Regions from separate parts of the Ovis aries genome. Here region 1 is linked to region 2. Evidence: chromatin contacts called from public Hi-C data. All regions are on one chromosome and are shown on one strand. The core of a region is the stretch at or near the end of the contact, and the rest is flanking DNA. Distances in the headings are between cores, read along the strand shown.

Evidence for each region. Hi-C and Micro-C count contacts between places; a contact is called where the count stands out from the background.
Region 1: a Hi-C map of muscle shows a contact between it and region 2, with 2.9 times the contacts expected there. The contact joins the promoter of DDX54 here to the promoter of PLBD2 in region 2. A contact is called at or near these places in 10 of 16 Hi-C or Micro-C datasets (blood, hypothalamus, mesenteric adipose tissue and 4 more).

The regions. Positions count from the first base shown.
Region 1 is chr17:61,268,662-61,272,527 of ARS-UI_Ramb_v3.0, forward strand. It overlaps DDX54 (DEAD-box helicase 54), which reads right to left and starts at 1,361. Exons shown (of 20, transcript XM_042234659.2): 1 at 1,166-1,361. The coding sequence starts at 1,339. RITA1 (RBPJ interacting and tubulin associated 1) reads left to right here and starts at 1,638. Exons shown (of 5, transcript XM_060401231.1): 1 at 1,638-1,898; 2 at 2,072-2,213; 3 at 2,862-3,227. The coding sequence starts at 2,926.
Region 2 is chr17:61,134,196-61,137,905 of ARS-UI_Ramb_v3.0, forward strand. PLBD2 (phospholipase B domain containing 2) reads right to left here and starts at 2,381. Exons shown (of 12, transcript XM_027956558.2): 1 at 2,042-2,381. The coding sequence starts at 2,331.

The sequences.
Region 1 (3,866 bases), core at 111-2,610, 130 kb after region 2:
TAACAAAGTGCCTTTTAACACACTGGTGCCCCAGCAACATTTACTGACGAGCAGAATGTCTGAACACTGTCATTCCTCCTTTCCACAGTGTTTGAGGCATACAGACTCAACTACTTTCTGCATGTGCAGAAGCTGAGGCACACACAGAGAGATTAAGCAATTTCTCCCATGTGTACTCCCCCACAGCCAGTACAAGGTGTTGAACACATGGCTGTGCCTTGGTCCCTAGTTATAGAGAACCTTCTGTGTGAGGCTCGGTTGAGATGGAATAAGGTCCCCATCTGGTCCCTACTTCTGAGGAGCAGAGAGGGCTCTCTTCATATAAACCCCCACTCATTCATCTATTATACCCAGAGTCTTCTCTGTGCCAGACACCCGCTAAGCACAAGGTTGTGAGAAACAACAGGCTATAGCTCTTTTGCTCCACTGGGGCTCACACCTGTTCCCCCTCCCCCCGCCCCCCCCCCATTTGCATACACTCAGCACTCAGTAGTGGAAATAGCACAGGGTCTGGAACCATACAGTCCTGGATTTGAATCCTGGCTCTCCCACTCACAAGCTATGAGGTTTTGGTAAAGTTCCTTCACCCCTCCAGGCTTCTGTTTCCTTCTCTGGAAAATGAGGATAAGCACTCAGCTCGCAGGGTTGATGTGGTGATTAAATGATAAGGCTTATAAAGGCTTTTAGCACGGAGCCTGCACACAGTAAGTGATCAATAGACGCGAGTTTAACTTATTATTAGTTTCCCAGAGGTTTGGGGGCGTCGCTGTCTCAAAGCCACGAGGTGCAGCCTTCTCCTAATTTGTCTGCCGAAGAACCCCCAAACTCTCAAAAGTCCAATGTTCAGCACCCGCACTTTTCATTGGGCGAATGGAAACCAGGACCCGCCCTCGATGGCCAGGAAGAAGCCAATGAGAAGCGCTAGACCAAGCGTCAGCCAGGAAGGCCCGCAGGCCCCGAGCTTACCCAACACAGAGGCTTCGGGAGTCTAGACCCCAGGTGTGGAGGGTCCTGGGACACGTGCTCAGGCCGGAGGTCCTGCCTTGATCCCCCGGCCAGCCGATCTCTCCCCATCCTCAGCCGTGCCCGCTCCCCAGCTGGGGGAACTGCCGGGCACCGCGCGGAGCTCGGGTTCCGACGTGTATCCCAGCCCTGCGCTCCCTACCTTCTGGGCCCGGGCGTCATCTTCTGCCTGGATCTCAAACTCGCCGTCCTCCGAGTCGCTGCTGCGGGACTGGGACGCCGCACCCCGGCGCTTCCGGAGCCCCTTCTTCTTCTTCCACTGGGCCATGGTAGCTCCGGACCGCGGGGCGGCCGCCGGGCGCGTGCCGGCAGCCATGCGGGCCCCGGCGCCGGGAAATGGGAGGGGGCGGAGCCCATAGGGACATACCAACAGCGCGGCGGGGGCACGGGGGACGCCTCCACGCGGCCCCGGCTGCGTTCCTGCTCCTTCTGCTGCCTCCAGGGGCTTGATCCACATGCACACACACACACTCCCCTCGCTGGCGCGGAAGGTACCCCTTCCGAAGCTTTGGGGAACTCCGGGGGGCGTCCGGAATCGGGGGCCTTAACTCACCCCCGAGGAGTAAATGGTTCCGGCCGCCCCGCCCCATCCTGTCACTCACGGGTTGCTGTTTGACGCGCGTCCGCGCGCGCGGAACACACGTCGCTAGGGCCCGGCTGCCAGCTCTGAGTCGTTCCGCCCCGTACCCCGGTCTGGGGTTGGAGCTGGGGGCGGCCTTGGAACTTCCCGGAGTCGCGGGCTCCCGGGATTCAGAGCTGCCGATTCGGATGTCCGGCGCGCGCCTCCGATGCCCGAGCGCCCCACAAAGGAGTCCAGGCCTGGGAGCAGGGGACGCTGACGGTAACGACCGACGTCAGCGAACCAAGATGCTCAGGTAGGAAAATAACTCGATAATGCGGGCACATCGGACATCTCCGGGACGTGGACTTGGGGATCAGTGAATGAGGGGCAGCTGGAGGACTGGGTGTGATCCCCTAGTAGGGGAATGGTTAAGTGCAGGAGCTTTAGACCCTTAATCAGGTTCAAATTCAATTTCCACTGTTTTAGCTTTATAGGTGTGACTGACACTTGCAACTTCACCTTTTGAAGCCTTAGTTTTGTCATCTATAGAATGAACATAATGGAAGCTACCTCACAGGAGTGTTGAGAGGATGAAATGAGACAATGCTTGTAAAGCTCTTTGCAGGAGGTAGGCTTGGGATCGATCAATGCTGGTTATTATTTCTGCCCGATAAATATGTACAAGATATAGAAACCTGCCCTGTTTCCCCCATTCCTCATCAGCATAGTTGATTTTCTGTGTGGTGCCAGAATAGGCAGAGGCCCAAATCTCTTGTTCATTCCCCTAGTGTTCTATAAATATTGACTGAACACACACCAGTATGCTAGGAATGCGCATTTACTCATTAAATATTCATCTGTAGCACCCCTGTCCCCGTGATTTCTGTGTGCTCACTCACTCAGTCGTGCCTAACTCTGCGAATCCATGGACTGTAGCCCGCCAGGTTCCTCTGTCCATGGGGATTCTCCAGGCAAAAATACTGGAGTGGGTTGCCATGTCCTCCTCCAGGGGATCTTCCCAACTCAGGGATCAAACCCAGGTCTCCCACATTGCAGGTGGATTCTTTACCATCTGAGCCACCAGGGACGCCCACCCCTTCATTACAACAACTCAAAAAATGTCAAATTTCTGAAATGTTCCCTGGGATTGGCAGCTCCCCTTTGAGGAAGACTGGTTGAGGGAGAATGTGACCTTTTTGCCCTGGGGATGGGCCCTTAAAGTGATTGCCAGTCTTTTCTGATGACAGATGGTTGCTACCCTGACCCCTTTTCACAGGGAGCCCTGGATGTAGGGCCTGGCAAGCAGAGCACCCCTGCTGTCACTCAGGACAACAGAGAGCATGAAGACCCCGGTGGAGATGGCCATCAGCGGGATGCAGACCCTCCACGTTCAGCACCGTGGCCGGAGTGGCTACCGGGTCAAGGTTAGGCCATCATACGTGGATGAGACTTTGTTTGGCAGCCCTGCAGGCACCCGGCCCGCACCACCAGACTTTGACCCACCGTGGATGAAGAAGGCCAACAGACCCAGAGGAGTGGGGACAGGGGTGTCTCAGGCCTTGGGGGCCAATGGGAGCTGTGAGTCCACCTCCTCCAGTGGCAGCACCCCAACCCTCACACCAAGGAAGAAGAACAAATACAGGTAATAGGATAGGAAGATTCCCTGCCATTCATCTGCTGTGTGACCTTGGGCGAGCAATTTGACCTCTCTGAGCCCGTTTCCTCACAGTGGAAGGTGGGACCCAGTGGGATTATTGAGAAGACTTAAGGGGATGAGACATGTACAGTGGTTGGCACAGTTACCCGACACTCAGGAATAAATAAATGGTAATGGCATTAGACTGGACTTCTGAGGCCCAGAGGGGTGAGGTGATTTGTCCAACAGAGAGAGAGAGTGTTGGTCGCTCAGTTGTGTCCAACTCTTTGCTACCCCATATACTGTAGCCTGCCAGGCTTCTCTGTCTGTGGAGTTTTCCAGGCAGGAATAGTGGAATGGGTTGCCATTTCCTTCTCCAGGGGATCTTTCCAAACCAGGTATTGAACCTGGCTCTGCTGTACTGCAGGAGGATTCTTTACCTTCTGAGCCACCAGGGAAGCCCTTGATTTATCCAAAGTCACAGAACAGTTTGCATAAGATTATTAGTGTGGTTGATCCATCAAATGACATAGATATGGTGATTCCAAACTGAAGCAAGTCATTTTGAAAATGGTTCTTGCTTCATTTTCACCAACAAGTTAGAAAAATGGAATCTAATGCCAGTGGTTATTTTTGTAGGGATTA
Region 2 (3,710 bases), core at 1,131-3,630:
CCAGAGCTGAGCCTGGAAGAACTTTCCATCCAGCACAATCGTGGGAGCCCTCTCCCCACTTTTCTGTTTTCCGTAACAGCAACACAGCCCAGTGGGGAACTGCTGGGGCCAAAGCCCCTCTCCCATGTTGAGCCTTACCTCTGCGCCTTCTCCCAGCTGATATCCAGGCAAAGACTGTCATGCTCTCTTAGCTCTGCTGCTGCTAAGTCACTTCAGTCGTGTCCAACTCAATGCTACCCCACAGACAGCAGCCTAGCAGGCTCCTCCGTCCCTGGGATTCTCCAAGCAAGAACACTGGAGTGGGTTGCCATTTCCTTCTCCAATGCATGAAAGTGAAAAGTGAAAGTGAAGTTGCTCAGTCCTGTCCCACTCTTTGCGACCCCATGGACTACAGCCTATCAGGCTCCTCCATCCATGGGATTTTCCAGGCAAGAGTACTGGAGTGGGGTGCCGGTGCCTTCTCCGTTAGCTCTCCTGCTGCTAAGTCACTTCAGTCGTGTCCGACTCTGTGCAATCCCATACACAGCAGCCCACCAGGCTCCCCTGTCCCTGGGATTCTCCAGGCAAGAACGCTGGAGTGGGCTGCCATTTCTTTCTCCAGTGCATGAGTGAAAAGTCAAAGTGAAGTCGCTCAGTCATGTCCGACTCTTTGCGACCCCATAGACTGCAGCCTACCAGGCTCCTTCGTCCATGGGATTTTCCAGGCAAGAGCACTGGAGTGGGGTGCCATTGCCTTCCTTCTCCAATTAGCTCTGCTAAGCAGAGCCAAAAATATATGAGTCAGCAGAGACTGGGTCACCAGATTCTAGAGTCAGATCTCACAGAGTTCTGGTTTCCTTTGTGGATGCCAGCCCACCCTGTGGCTTCCTCTCCCTGGAACCCCTCCCAGATTAGCCCCACTCAGCTCCTGTGTCTGCAGTAAAACCTCTTCCCACGATCTCAGGTCTATCTGTCTAACACCCTCCCAAGTGCCACAAAGCCCCAGAACTGGGGTGTCCTCAGTGTCCTGTGTCTCCCCAACACCTGCAGGAATGAATGCATGCCAGCAAACTGGATGAGTCCAGGATGGGACAGTGTCCTTAGGGACATACAGGGTTCCCTAAGACCCTCCACACAGCCTGGGTCCTGGGCCTGGGCCACGCTGACAAGCCTAGGAGGCAGATGTTCCCCCACTTCCAGGATTTTCCCTCCTCACAGTTTCCCCCACTGAATGGGGGGCCCCTCAACTCTGTGTCCCCATGGCCAAGCACACCAGGTGAGTGAGTGAATGAATGAATGGGCACAAGCCCTGGTACAAGGCCTGAGAAAGGCACCGCCCAACTTCCCAGGCAGAGCATATCCTCAAATTCCAAGCCACAAGATGGGGAAATGAGAGCCCAGACAGGCAGAGGAGTTAGGTAAGAGCCAGACATCAGAATGACAGCCCAGAGCCCAGTGACAAGGACAGTGACGATGACTGCCAAAGATGGAGTCCTTGGCTCCATACTGAGCATCTGGACAAGCGACTTTCCCCTGGACCAGGAGAGACGAGGGAAGCGGGGAGCAGAAGCCAAGCAAGGATACCATCTGGGTCTTTGTGAATTCGGGGACTCTCTGTTTTCAGACTGGCCTGGAATCCAAGCTCAGTTCTACTGCTCTGGTTCCAGAAAGGAGGCAGGTGGGGCTGGCACCCACAGGGTAATCTACAACGAAGGAAGTGAGAATTTCTCCTAGAGAGGTAGTACTATCCCTCCGGTCCCTGGGAGTGAGACGGGGGTTGGAGGAGGAAAGCGCTGGCCTATGTGGGGATTACTGTGTCGCCAGGGAAACAGAGGTCCTCTCATCCCTGGCAGAAGGCAGACTGGCCCCGGTGAGCTGAGGGAGGCTGCACTGGCCCCACCCAACCACGGCGCTGCAGCCTCGGAGGAGGGAAACTGGCCCGCAGGGAGACAAGGATGGGACTCTGTCACCGGCAAGAGGCCGGTCCTAGGGGCCGGCGAGGCCCGGCGCCCACGCAACTCCCTCCCCCGGCCGGCCCGCGCGAGATCCGGCCAACCCTTACCCGGTCTCGCGGATGGCGTTGGTAAGGTTGGCCCAGGCTACGGCGTCAGGGTGGCGGCCATCCACCAGGCTCAGCTGGCCCGTCTCGGGGTCCAGGAGCAGCGAGCGGCAGCGGGAGGCGGGCGGAACCGGCATCCCCCGCCCCCGTTGGCCCCTCGGGGTCGGGATCGCGCCGGTCAGGCCGCTCAGGAACAGCCCGACCAGCAGGGCCAGCACCAGGGCCAGCGCCAGCGCCCGCGTCACTGCCCGGGCCAGGCGGCCGCCCGGGGAGCCATACATCGGGGCCACCATGACGGCGCGGAGCTGGGCGCCGCAGCCCGGCTCACGTGACAGCACTCCTCCGCGGAGGGCGGGGCCTGGGCGAGCCGGGGAGGGCTGGATACGGCAGGCGACGGGGCTTGGGCCGAATCCTTTCCGAGTGGGCGGTGCCCTGGGGGCGGGACGTGAAGGGCGGGGCCATCTTAAAGGGGACAGGCACCCTCCTTTGCCTACTCAAACCTTTCCGTAGCACTCTTCCTCCCAACTTTTTTTTTTTCTCTGAGACTGTGCGATCTTCGGAGAAGGCAATGGCACCCCACTCCAGTACTCTTGCCTGGAAAATCCCCTGGACGGAGGAGCCTGGAAGACTGCAGTGCATGGGGTCGCTGAGGGTCGGACACGACTGAGAGACTCACTTTCACTTTTCATGTTCATGCGTTGGAGAAGGAAATGGCAACCCACTCCAGTGTTCTTGCCTGGAGAATCCCAGGGATGGGGGAGCCTGGTGGGCTGCCGTCTCTGGGGTCGCACAGAGTCGGACACGACTGAAGCGACTTAGCAGCAGCAGCAGCAGCAACACTAGTAAAGTAATGCTCAAAATTCTCCAAACCAGGCTTCAGCAGTACGTGAACTGTGAACTTCTAGATGTTCAAGCTGGTTTTAGAAAAGGCAGAGGAACCAGAGATCAAATTGCCGACATCTGCTGGATCATCGAAAAAGCAAGAGGGTTCCAGAAAAAACATCTATTTCTGCCTTATTGACTATGCCAAAGACTTTGACTGTATGGATCACAATAAACTGTGGAAAAATCTGAAAGAGGTGGGAATACCAGAGCACCTGACCCGCCTCTTGAGAAACCTGTATGCAGGTCAGGAGGCAACAGTTAGAACTGGACATGGAATAACAGACTGGTTCCAAATAGGGAAAGGAGTACATCAAGGCTGTATATTGTTACCCTGCTTATTTAACTTCAATGCAGAGTACATCATGAGAAACGCTGGGCTGGAAGAAGCACAAGCTGAAATCAAGATTGCCAGGAGAAATATCAATAACCTCAGACATGCAGATGACACCACCCTTATGGCAGAAAGTGAAGAGGAACTAAAAAGCCTCTTGATGAAAGTGAAAAAATTGGCCTAAAACTCAACATTCAGAAAACGAAGATCATGGCATCTGGTCCCATCACTTCATGGGAAATAGATGGGGAAACAGTGGAAACAGGGTCAGACTTTATTTTGAGGGGCTCCAAAATCACTGTAGATGGTGATTGCAGCCATGAAATTAAAAGACACTTACTCCTTGGAAGAAAAGTTATGACCAACCTAGCTAGTATATTGAAAAGCAGAGATATTACTTTGCCAACCAAGGTCCGTCTAGTCAAGGCTATGGTTTTTCCAGTGGTCATGTATGGA